Regions from separate parts of the Zea mays genome. Here region 2 is linked to region 1. A link is a contact called in public Hi-C data. All regions are on one chromosome and are shown on one strand. The core of a region is the stretch at or near the end of the contact, and the rest is flanking DNA. Distances in the headings are between cores, read along the strand shown.

Region 1 (6,600 bases), core at 1,356-3,855:
TCGAATTCGTTTTCGTTCTAACTCGTGAGTGTGTTATAGAGTGACACCTAGCACTAGATGTGAGTGTGAATATGCACCAACACTACACATTCACAACCCCTCTTTATAGTATGGCTAAAATAAAATAGAATACCTAACTCTATACCGAGTGTCCGCAACTCCTTTGACACTCCGAATACGAAGACCTTCTTCTCTTGATTCGTTGTTTCAGCCGTCGCTTCAAGTTCTCATCTCAAGGATTGTTTTCACCGACAACTTCCTGTAATGCGAGTTAACTTACTATTTGCTCTGCAAAACACACGTTAGTCACATATAATATTACTTTGTCATTAATCACTAAAACCATCTAGGGTCCTAGAAGCTTTCACTTGACCATCCACGACGTGCAGGCGATGGTGCTACAGGACCAATGAATGATGTCTACACCTTCTATAGTACAGTAGGCAAGGTTAGGCTGTCAGGTTGGCCCCACATATCTTGTAACTCCCTCTCCCTTGATCTATAAAGGGGGACAACCCCTTTGTAAATGGGACTCTTATTTGAACTCTAGCAACACTTAGCCATTCTTACATTGTCACACCCAGATTTAAGGGATAAAGCCGTGTGCGTCTCATATGTACGCCAAAGAAGAACAACACATATAATGACCAAGTGTATAGCGATAAATGTCACAACCATTATTACATAGTGGAAGTGTCTTACAAAAATAAATGATAACAATAAAGAAAACAAATAATTATTCCTTGGCGCCATCAAGCTGACTGCGAGACGCCACAAAGACAAGCTCGTACTCCTTGTACTAGACCTCCTCCTGGGCTACCTGTTCTTCTCCTGTGGGGGGATTTATATATTGCAAGGGTGAGCTCACAAAATATCATAGCTCAACAAGTTGTGGGGAATAATGTGCATGAACTCACCAAAGGTGGGAGCTCATGTGAAGTGTAAGGCTGATCAACAAATAATGGTTAAAGTTGAGCATTGCTTTTAATAAGTTGGTCAAATTTTATTAGCAGTTACTAAGTATAAGTAAATACCAACCAAAATAATGAGAGATCACAATTAATAAATAAACCACAATGTGATGCAAATGACCAATAAAATTTAATTCCATAAGTTACTCATGTGAGGGTTCGAGCCGCTCATGACCGTGAGCACGACTGATATACCAGTTTTACACTCTGCAGAGGTTGCACATCTTTACCCACAAGTCGTGTTACCCATTTTCCATGGGGTTGATCGGACCCCATACACCTCTACCAAGGAAGTGAGGCAGGGCAACACTATGAGGCCTTTACAAAGTTCCACTAGCTTTAGAAAACCCACTATAGTTTCTAGGGAGCACAGTATAGGAATCCCCCGTCTGAAAAGCCATCACATCAAAATCAACCCGAGAACCTCCCTATACAAACCACTCCCCTACTGCCCTTGCCCCTTTCAGGTAAGGTAGTTCTCCACTAGCTTTCCTAATTAGTCAGTCAAGGGCGTCTCATACCACCCTTGTGGTAGCACTGTTTTCCCAGGTGGTCGCTCCATGTTCCAATTAACATAATGATCTTGTCATGAACAGTAAATAACACATTTGTAATAAAAGCATGACCATGAATAATGTGTATCTTAACACCCAAAACCACATAAATCAATAGCAGGTACTTCCCAAAAGTTCAGTGGTAAACAAGGTATTGCCAAACTGGGGTGACCTATTGGGTCTCATCAAAATTAACCTATGCAGATCATAATGATTAACATGAACATTATTGGGTAAATAGAAAGTGATCAAGGGCACAACTTCCCTTCAACGGTCTCCTGCTCAGTATTTTCCACCTGCTAGGCACCTAGGTCCTCAGTGGCTTACTCGTATACTCGCAACAATACAAAGAAACATGGTACATGAGAAATTAACATTACACCAAACATGAGTACCTACTACATATTAATATTTCATGCATCGTAATGAGATCGTAAGTTCAAGAATCGCTAAATTCGAAGTTACGGTTAAAGAGTTATGATTTTCCGAAGTTTTAAGTGTTTGATATAGAATAAATTAAGTGGATGATTTTAGTCTCTGTTTCATGATAAAACAGAGTTACCAAGTGATAAACAATATTAATTAAAAATTAATGCAACTGGAATGGATTAAAAAGGAATTAAAATGGATTACTTATGGATTAAACAAGTCCTAGAAGTATTTTTATACTAGAAAATCACTTTCTTTATTATTATATCCCATTTTATTTCCTAACTGGACTGCACACAATAATCTAGAGTTCTACAGGGTTTAATCTGCAAAATTCGGGGCCTCTGCGTAATGATCTTGTCACAGACCTAGACTACGGATTTTTAAACAAGAAACGTAGGGTCTCTTTTGCTAATATGTCAGAACGAAAGGGTATATGTTGTTCTGAGCCGCCCGATCAATAATCTACGCGCCAGATTAGAACCACGCTCACACTAAAGTGACACGCGAGGGAAGCCATCGGATTCTAATCCAATGGCGCAGGCTTTAAATATTGAGATCGTTCTGCATCCACTGGATCAAGATCGGACGCACCAGACTGATCCAGCTGAAACGGTATGCTCGGTTTAATCACAGTCGTCCCTGCACGAACCAACGACGTAGATGCAACAACCACCCCAAATACATGGATTCAATCAACGCCGTTCAAAGAGCATCCAACGTCTGAAACCTATTCTTCCTCCCTAGGTCAGAGCAGGGCGACGAGCCTCGCCCCTCGCGGTGGAGCTCCCACCGACGAACTACGGATCGGTTCCCTAGTGCCCCAAAATCATAACAGATGGATCCTACGCAGGGCGGAGGCGAGCGCAAAACCAGTGGAGAGGTCCTTACTCGCTATGTCGGTGAGGGTGGAGCTGCCCGCCACGATGCACGCGGCGGTGATCTTCCCGGCCAACTGACATGGAATTCCACGCGTCCCGAAGACTCCTGATTCACCCTAAGGGCACGGACGGCTTTCCTATGCCCAGGTGATTCTGCTTGGCGGTGCGTCGAAGACGGGGGCGTTGGCATAGATGAGATTCACCGGCGGCAGCTTTCCTCTATTAATGGCGCTCGGCGGCGATGTCTTTTGGGCTCTTAGTGCGACGGCGGAAGGGGATCATCTGCAGGAGCGGCAGGGGTGTCCGCTTTTGTAGCCGAGGTGGGATGGTGGTTGCGTCGCCAGCTGGCCCCCACGAGGATTTCGGCCAGGGCCGGTCCGTCGCCAGCGCGCTCCCGGTGATAGGAAGATCTATAGTGGCCTCGGGTCTATGCGTCATTAGCGTAGGAGGAGTGAGACCGACGAGTGGGTCTGAGTTGTCGGCACACGACGCCGAGTGCACTTAAGCGCCTGACCAGTGGGCCCGCATTTCAGTCAGCGCAGACAGCACCGGGTGGTGCGCGCGCACAGGATGACGCCGGGTCGTGGCTTTGGATGGGCCGAGATGGGAGGATTTGCGCGCGAGTTGGGCCGTGGGCAAAGGGAGCGGCCCAGCGCGGGTTTTTTCGTTTTCTTTTTCTTTTACTCATTTTCTGTTTTATAATATTATTTATAATTTTAATTCAAATTTAAGTTATGGTTCATTTATTTAAATAAAATGCATCACATAAAAATATCAGCATGAATGCACCTTTAATTTGTTCAATTTGATCTCTTTATTTACATATGCAAAAGAGAAAAGAGGGTAATTAGTCACATGGGTTCCCAAAAATTCCAAGGCTCTTGTCATAAATAGAAGTTTTATTCCATACAAATTTTGGGCTTTACAAATCCTACCCCCCCTTAAAAGGAATCTCGACCTCGAGATTAAGATGAGCTAGGGAAAAAGTGGGGAAATTCTACTCGTAGTTCTTCTTCTTTCTCCCAGGTAGCTTCATCCTCTCTGCAATGACTCCATTGTACTTTGCACATCTTAATCACTTTATTGCTCGTAACATGAGTCAAGGTATCAAGGATCTTGATAGGGTACTCTATATAAGTCAGATCATCTTGAACACTAAGCTCCTCTATAGACAGTTGCTCTTCTGGTACCCTGAGGCACTTCTTCAACTGGGATACATGGAAGACATCATGTACATCCGCTAGATGGTCAGGTAGTTCCAGTTGGTAGGCAACTTCCCCACTCGCTTTAGGATCTTGAAGGGTCTAATAAAATGAGGGGACAACTTCCCTTTTACTTTAAACCTCCTCATACCCCGGATCGGTGACACCTTCAGATACAGGTGATCACCCTCCTTAAACTCCAACTGCCTTCTTCGGGTATCTACATAACTTTTCTGCCTTGACTACACAGTTCTCAAGTTCTCCCTTATCAATAGGACTTGTTCTTCTGCCTCTTGTATAATTTCTAGCCCAAAGAACTGCCTTTCACCAGTTTGATCCCAATACAATGGTGGTCTACACTTTCTGCCATATAAAACTTCAAACAGGGACATCTTCAAACTGGTCTGGTAACTATTATTGTAAGAGAATTCTGCATAGGGAAAACTCTTATCCCAAATGCCACCATGTTTAAGAGCATAGGCTCTTAACATATCTTCTAGTACTTGGTTGGTTCTCTCGGTCTACCCATCAGTTTGGGGATGGTAGGCCGAGTTGAAATTCAACTTCGTGTCCAAGCACTCATGCAGCTTCTGCCAAAACCGAGAAGTGAACTGAGATCCTCGGTCAGACACGATCTTCTTAGGTACTCCATGTAGAAAAACTATTCGTTCCATGTACAACTCTGCTAGCCTGGCATCCGAATATGTGGTCTTCACTGGGATAAAGTGGGCCACCTTAGTTAGTCTGTCCACAATTACCCAAATAGAGTCATACCCAGTAGATGTGTGGGGTAGACCCACGATGAAGTCCATACCGATTTCTTCCCACTTCCATTCAGGTATCTTAAGAGGGTGTAGCAAACCGACAGGTATCTGATGTTCAGCTTTCACCCTCTAGCAAACATCACACAATGCTACATGTGAAGCAACATCTCTCTTTAGACCATTCCACCAATACTTCTGCTTCAGATCCTGGTACATCTTGGTACTACTAGGATGGATGGAGTAGGCTGAGTCATGAGCTTCCTTCAATATGGTCTCATGGAGAATGTCTATCTTAGGAACACATATCCTGTTCTTGAACCAGATTGTGCCTTGATCATCCTCTATGAAGTCCGAACCTCTGCCCTCTACCATAGATCTCTGATCTCTTGAATCTTGGCATCACCAACCTGACCTTTACGTATTTCTTGTTCTAAGGTAGGTTCCACGTCTATGGTAACTCCTTCTGTGTGAGCAATTATTCCCAGGTTGAGCTTTTCAAAATCTTCTGCTAACTCATCAGGTAGATGGGTAACTATAACTGCATGAACATGCTCCTTCCGACTCAAGACATCTGCAACTAGATTCGCCTTGCCTAGATGATAGTGAATCTCCAAGTCATGATCTTTGATGAGCTCCAACCAACGATGTTGCCTAAGGTTGAGATCTTTCTGAGTGAAGATATACTTAAAGCTCTTGTGATCAGTATAAACTTGGCACTTAGTCCCCATTATATAATGCCTCCAAATCTTGAGAGCATGCACTACGGCTGTCAGCTCTAAGTCATGAGTGGGGTAGTTCAACTCATGTTTCCACAACTAGCGAGACACATAGGCAAAGATGTGTCCTTCTTGTATAAGAAAACATCCCAAGCCCTAGCGGCACGCATCACAATATATATCAAATCCCTTCTACAAATCTGGCATAACCAACACTAGGGGTGACATCAATCTAAACTTCAGTTGATTGAAACTCTCTTGACATTCATGAGTCCACTTAAACTCTTTCCCTTCTCCAATAGTGAGGTCATAGCCTTCGCTATCTTGGAGAATCCCTCAATAAAATGTCAGTAATACCCTACGAGTCCCAGGAAACTCAGGATCTCAGTAATCGAACTCAATATCTTCCATCCTACTATCTCTCTCACTTTAGCCGGATCCACTGAGATTCCTCCATTGGAGATGATGTGTCCAAGAAATGGTACTTCGTCAAGCTAGAACTCACACTTGCTATACTTAGCATAGAGTGATTATCCCTTAACATCTGTAGTACCAATCGCAGATGTTCCTCATGATCACTATCATTCTTGGAATAAATCAGAATGTCATCAATGAATACCACGACGAACTTATCAAGATACTCCATAAACACATTGTTCATTAGATTCATGAAGTAGGCTGGTGCATTAGTTGTAACACCCCTGGTGTTTCTGTAACTAAAACTTGAGCATGGCATCATAAACATTGGCATTGCATATGTTTGACACACCTAGAGTGCATTCACTAGGTAAAAATTTCAAACAAGTTGTATTGTTATAGCATTCTGCAAATAGAACCCTGGATAGGGAGCTCAACCTTAAATAGGGATTAAAGGGGTAAGACATAACCCAAATTGAGAAAACCTAAAAGCCTTAGGGGAATAGTCATAAAATGTTCCCAAAAATGAACTTGAATCACATTTATACCCCTGAGATACCAAAAACCCCCATTGGAACCCTGGAAAACCCTAAATCCAAACCCTAGGGGCCTATGTGCAAAAACAGTGCATATTTGGACTAAAGTGTAAAAACTACAATGTTAAAG
Region 2 (6,600 bases), core at 2,898-5,397, 77 kb before region 1:
GTACTGTATCGCGTGTTCTCGCTCCATCCCAAAATAAAAAAAAATAGCTGGTGCTTTAAGACACGGAAACTTTAGAAGTAGAAAATGTACGGCGCAAAGAAAACAAGGAGAGATGGATGAAAATAGAGACAGTTTCACTGATAAAAGTGGAAAAAGGAAGGTATATTAGGAAATGAAATGCGCATTGAGAAGCTAGAATCACAACCGTTCTGGAATAAAATTTATATCCTGTAGCATCAACTATTTTAGGACCAAGTAACTGAAGTAAGAAAGTATGCAACAAATAAATTTGTCATGGCAAATATGCCATCTCATTACATGTCTCCGTAAGGCAATAATAGCAGGACGTAATTGCCTCAGAATCTCAATGCAATTACTCATTTGCTACAGCTGCACAGTTGCTATTGTAGGACTATCTTTCACGGCTTGTCCGTTCAAATCTTATATTTTAAATTTCACTCTGCTAGGTTATCTTCAGCAAAAACGTATAAAATAAAGGATTTACAGAATTTATAGAGTGAACTTTCAAATAGGGAGAGATGTGATAGGAGAGCTGCTAGAGAGAGACACTAAACCATGCAGTCTACAGTGTAAAACAGTCTTTTGCACAGCTATATGCACGATCTGCTAGCCATATAGCCTAAGTAAACGAGAAGCAAGCTTTCAGGGCTCATACACAATGCAAGTGACAATACAGATCATTGAAACCTCATGAAAGCAGCACCTTCACTTCACTGAGGCATGAAGCAAGTTGTGCAAACTTTTGTTATGTTGACAGGGAACACGCTTCAGGCATGCAGCCAACGGCCCAAGACACTGCTCCAAATGTATTTCCAAAATGGTAATTTGCCAGCTTGGGCAAAACCAGCGTACGCAATATTATCAGAACAAATATATGTTGGCACGATGGCATCAGAAGGGTAAGCAGGTAGTTGGGCTGCATGCAGCAAACAAACGTCCGCGTTCCACACCTGAGATTCTGAGACCAGCATCTTGTCCACTTGCCATGTTTCAGGGGTTACCTGAACTACCGATCTGTGATGTCAGTGCTCACATTTAATATCGCCATGGAATCAAATTATGAGTACCAACAAATCTCTAGCCATGGTTCAAAAGATGCTCCAACCATAGGTTATCTACATGTGTTAATGATTAGGGATTAGCAATGATCGGTTTGGTTTAGACAATAGTTGCAACAAATAGGCAACCATATATTATATTTTACCACTGTCCAAAATAAGCATAATACTGAAATTGTTCTAGTTGTACAAGTCCCTTTAGGTATATCACACACTTGACAGGTACTACTACCTCCGCCCCCAAATCGAATGCAATTCTAGGCACATTCTTTGTTAAAGTACCTAAAGTTTGACCAAATATGTACTATATATAGTTGAAAAAATGTTTATGGCACCAAATAGGTATGCTATGGAAATATATACCACGGCAAATCTAATGAATATTGATATTTTTTATATATATAATTAGTGAAACTCAAGATACTTTAACTTGGTACTATGCTAGAATTGCATTCTTTTTTGGATGGATGGAGTAACAGAATTTGTTACTGAGATCAATCAGACGGAAAGGTCTAACGTATCAAACATTACATTGTGGGCAACAGACCAAGGCAAGATGTGACTAGGATATCATACAAAGAATACAATTCACAAAACAAGAGAATGCCTGGCCTCACTACTAGTAACTCAGCTGCGATTCCTAAAGAACCTCACTTAAATAGCTTTTGGAACCCTACTTAACTGAGAAGAAGCTCATAACACAGTTATTCTCCCGTCCCTAAGAGCTCAAGGAGAGCTCAGATTGTTAGCCTCACAGTGGTGCAGTCCAAGAGCAGCTACTCAGCTAAGTCTTCAAAGTATGAAGTAGGGACCACAACAGGGGGAAGAAGCGTTGACACACATTTGAACTGTTCCAAATGATTGCAGGGTTAGCATCATAGTGCCATTACGACATTAACATTCATATATAAGGAAGACCACTAGACTTTAGGAGGTGTGTATACCTTGTGTTGCTTGTACTTGTCTCGAATTGCCGTTAATGATGGAAATTTCCTGTTGAGCTGCAAGTCACGTATGGCTACGATGCAATCCTTGAGTTCAGAAACTTTGTAGCCTGTCGTCTTCTGCAGCTTCATGTTCTATAATAATTACATATAAAAATGCAGGATAAATGAGCTTTGAGAAACAGGGCGGTCCTTTGCATGCATCAATAAGATCCTTCGGTTCCTTACCCAAGGATTGGCATTTGGATCAATGGTCAGCCTAGCAACGAACATAACTGAAGCAGCAACTACTGATGGCAAGAATCGGAGACAGCCATAATCCAGTAGACTCAACTCAGCCAGGTAGCTCCCCAAGAATTCCATTAACAAGATGGAGCGCTGCAACAGGGATGCAAAAAAAAACATCAGACATCAATGCACGTTGAAAGAAGAGAGAACAGTTAGAATTGGATACCATAAATAAGAATGGGTTAGCAACCTTCTTGTCTTCATGGGCAGATCTTGTGAACCGCCTGAAATCAGCAAAACAAAAGAGATATGTGGTAGCAGATAACCCATTAGCCAACACTGTCAAATGGAAATAAGCAATTACATGAAATTATGAACTTGTGGGTCAGTGAGCGTGCCACCTCAGGAAGGTCTTAATGGTAGGATTGCCCAACTCGAACTTGAGAAGCTTGAGTATATCGCTCTCCATCTTGAGGAGCTCCTCTTTGGTGTAGGTGTTGTCTGTGATGTAGCAAAAGTCCTCCGGGTGCGGCGGGCTGATCTCCTCATACTTCCTGTGAGCGCCGGACCCAAATCAATCCCCAATTGTGCAATGCCCTAGAATTAGAAGCAAATGACACAATGCGGATGGCAAGTGGCACTTACGCAGCAATGAGCATGGAGGCGACGCCAAGGAGCTGCAGCTTGTCGCGGCCGAGCGCATTGACGGAGAGGAAGCGATCCACATAGGAGATGGCGAGGTACAGGGTGTCGGCGACGAGCTTATACTCCTCGGCGACCTCGACCAGCCAGTCGACGAGGATGCCGCGCATGTGCGCCGTAACGTCCGCCTGCACCGCCTCGATGTAATCGGGTCTGGACCGCCGCTGCGGCTCCACCTGCACCCGCAGCCCCAAATCCGTAGCAAGCCAGCGTCAGATCGGCGCAGATGTCGAATCCGCGGAGATGCCAGGGGTTGGAGAAGAACGGAGCTGAGTACCTCCAGGGAGCGGAGGTAGGTGTAGATGTCGGAGGCGTAGGACCCGCAGAGCTGGGGGTCGGCGGGCGCCCCGGCGGCGGCGGCGCGCGGCGGCGAGGAGGAAGCGCAGGAGTCGGCGTAGGCGGTGGCGCGCGGCGCGGGGTTGGAGACGGAGTTAGACTCGGCGTCGGCGTCGGCGGTGCGCGGCGGGGAGGACGCGCAGCGCTCGGCCTCGTGGGCGGAGGAGGGCCCGCGGGCCTCCGGCGCAACATTCCTCGCGTGCCTCCCGGGCCTGGACGCAGGCTTCGAGGGCTTGACGGGGCAGGACGGCGCGCGGAGGCCGGCGTTGTTGGCGAGCGCCGGGAGCTCCCCGAGCGCCACCCGCCGCCGCTTGGCGTCGCCCGGACCCTCCGCCGCCGCCGCCGCCGCCGCAGCTCGCTTGGCCGCGGCCCGCGTGAGCCGGGGCGCCGCCGCGCCCCGGGCCCCCAAGGGAGGTGCGTTCTCCTTGTCCCCCATCGTCGGCCTCGTCAGCTGCGGGAGAGGGGGAAGCGGAAGCGGAGGCGCGGGGTCCTAGGGTTTCGGCTCAGGTCTATCTAGGCTGGACGGGGAAATGGGGAGCAAATCGAGGCGGTTAAGTAGCGTTGCAGCGGAGGAGAGATGGTGCGCGGTGCGGAGGAGATAGGCCGCCAAAACGCGATTTCAAAATGAGGAGAAGGAGGGGGAAGCGGCGGTTCTCGCTCGGGTCTCCGGCGGGAGAGGCGCCTCTGCCCCCGCTCTGGCTTGATGCGAAATGCGGAGGCGCGGTGGTACGGCGGAGGGCGGAGGGGACCAGTTTTTTTTTCTTTTCCTTCGCGGCCCCTGGGATTAAAATTTTGTGTGTGGTGGGGGGGGGGGGGGGGGGGGGGGGAGGGGACCGAGAGCATCTGACAGCCCTGACGGTGGTCTGTCAATGTGTGCCAGTGTGTGATTAGGCGGGACGGCTAGCGAAAAAATATTTCCGAAAATCCGAGGCGCGGGCCACCACAATGTCCTGCCACTTTGGCCTTTTGGGAGCCCACGTGGCCCAGCGGGCGGTAGGAGCCCGTACGCCTCGCCCGGTCGCCGGCGCACGAGCAGTCCGGCCGAGCACGAACAGGAGCAGAGCAGCTGGCGGAAAAAAATTTGGTGCAGCACTGCTGCAAATCAGAGTGTTTGCAGCTTCTCACAAAAAAGAGGATAGACCCCACCCGCAGCAACAAAAATGTTATCTGGTGGATCTGCAGGTGGGGTCCATCCACCTTTTTGTGAGAGGCTGCAAACCACTCTGGTTTGCAGCAGTGCTGCACCAAATTTTTTTCCCAGCTGGCAACGTTCCCCGTGGGCTCGAGGCTACCTGGCCACCAGCCTGGGCCCTAGCGCCTCCCTGACGAGAGGACCAGTGCTTCGGCCTCGTAATTCTTCATCTATCTAAGATACTTTAGTTGTCTGATCAAGATAGATGTAACAGCAACAATCCAATTAACCTTTAACCCATATTTCTTTTTTCATATTTATTTTTTCCCCAAACACAATAGTAAACTTGTGTAGACACAATTCTCGCTCTCATAAACAGCGTTACACACTCTCGCTGTGCCTCCACAGCACATACTCAATTATTACGTCATAACTCAAACAAATCTCCTTCTTGCATAGCAATTTTCCTACATTTTTTTCATGCCATAAAAATATCCTTAACTACATGCAGGTCATAAGTAAGTCATAAAAGGATCTTCAAAGTTCAATGCTCAAAGTTACATGATCAAACATCAAGCTCGCCGACCACTCCGATGGCTCGGGGCTAGACCACTACCTGCCCCATCGAGTCACTACTTTGACAGCTCGGGGGCTGGGCTGCTGCCCGCCTCACCGGCCTTGCCGAGTCACTACTTTGACAGCTTGGGGCCTAGGCTGTTGCCCGCCTCATCGAGTCACTACTTCGATAGCTCGGGGGCTAGGTTGCTGCCCACCTCGTCGAGTCACTATTTCGATAATTCGGGAGCTAGGTCTTCACCCGCCTCGCCAAGTGATGCGAAGACATCGTTGCTCGGTGGGGATCTCCATCGTGCCCTCATACCCTCACGCCGATAGCTCTACCTATCCTCTTTCTCGCTTGTGCCCTTGCGCTAGACCAACCCCCACATCCCTAGTGAGATAAGGGGATGAGGATAGTGGAGAGGCTTGTAGATTGGAAGCTTGACTGCAGAATCTAGAGAGAGGAGACTAGCTGGTCGAGAGCAGGATAGAGAGGACATATATAAAATATGGAGAGAGAAGAACAAGTGAGAGAGATATGAGCATGTGTTCAAAATAAACTTCGGATCCGGTAATGAGGGAATCATAACGGGTTGGCAATAGAACCCAATGGTGATACATAGTATAGTGGTAGGTTGTATTCTAGCTAGTAGGGATAAATAGTTCTAAAATCTGACAACGATGTCCTTTTTATTTATAAAGCGACGGTGATATATCTTTCACTATTTAGTCTTAAACTATCTATGAGTGCTGAGCCGATTAGGACAATAGTTTCCCAATAGTACGTGCATAAACTCTATTCATAAGCGAGGACAACATGTTCTTACTCCTTTTGTCACAAACCTTTAAGCCACTTTGAACTTTCTTACAAAGTTAAAGAATCTCGGGTTTGGCTAAATGAATATAATAAAATAAGATATTTATGATACAGTTTTGTTTAGGATCGTTTCAGCTTCATAAAATCTAGTAAAATTGATGAAGGAGATAATTAGGAGCTTTAGATTACCGTGAAGCTGAAGTCGTAAACTTGTAGATGACATTTACAAAAACTATTTTGTTTCTTATTTATATTAAAAATATTTTTTAAAACATATTTAAATTTATATTATGCACCACAATTTCACGCTGAAGCTCGAACCTAAAGTAGTGGCAAACAACCCCTAATAACTGTTTGATTTTGGTTGATGCATGCAACCAATATTGAAGCAACACGAGATAGCATCACCGTCACGTTAACGAACAGTAGACAACGGCAGCTTGTCAGGAAGCCACTAAAGACGATGTGAACTGTTGCAGATAAGCTAGCATCGTATCGCCAGGACGACATATATGGAGGAGATCTTATTGGCACGCCAGTAAAATAAAGTGAAACGGATGCATGCATGTGCAGATATGTACTCCATGATCCTCACACGTACTCTGTATTCGCACGCATGTTTTCTGCGGACCCGGAATGTACCTGCGATCCGTCTCCTGTGGAGAGACAGAGACGTGCGTGCGAGCTAGCTAGCTACGGCCTACGGTGCCCTAGCTAGTGGATGGTGTGCAGTGCACCATCCACACGTAAAAATCGGTTATTCTGATCGCGGAACATCATCGTGAAGCCGTGCTGTTTCAGGCT

What was found. A called contact is a pair of places that touch in the nucleus more often than the background predicts.
Region 2: a contact with region 1 is called in a Hi-C map of bundle sheath, with 4 times the contacts expected there. The contact joins the promoter of LOC100280674 here to the enhancer-like site in region 1. A contact is called at or near these places in 5 of 25 Hi-C or Micro-C datasets (bundle sheath, ear, endosperm and 2 more).

Annotation. Positions count from the first base shown.
Region 1 is chr1:165,336,561-165,343,160 of Zm-B73-REFERENCE-NAM-5.0, reverse strand. No RefSeq gene overlaps it. Among protein-coding and RNA genes, the nearest start is that of LOC103640487, 75 kb to the left of the region's middle. Within about 2 kb of position 2,605, at least 18 of the 20 cell types and tissues checked have an H3K27ac peak or open chromatin away from gene starts, as enhancers often do. A contact at or near this core is called in bundle sheath, ear, leaf and 1 more, where this site is marked.
Region 2 is chr1:165,415,007-165,421,606 of Zm-B73-REFERENCE-NAM-5.0, reverse strand. It overlaps LOC100280674 (cyclin-A2), which reads right to left and starts at 4,147. Exons shown (of 7, transcript NM_001408116.1): 1 at 3,231-4,147; 2 at 2,897-3,129; 3 at 2,653-2,805; 4 at 2,478-2,535; 5 at 2,252-2,401; 6 at 2,024-2,158; 7 at 1,502-1,927. The coding sequence starts at 3,725. The coding sequence ends at 1,856. LOC103640487 reads left to right here and starts at 6,413. Exons shown (of 4, transcript XM_008663095.2): 1 at 6,413-6,470. The coding sequence starts at 6,413.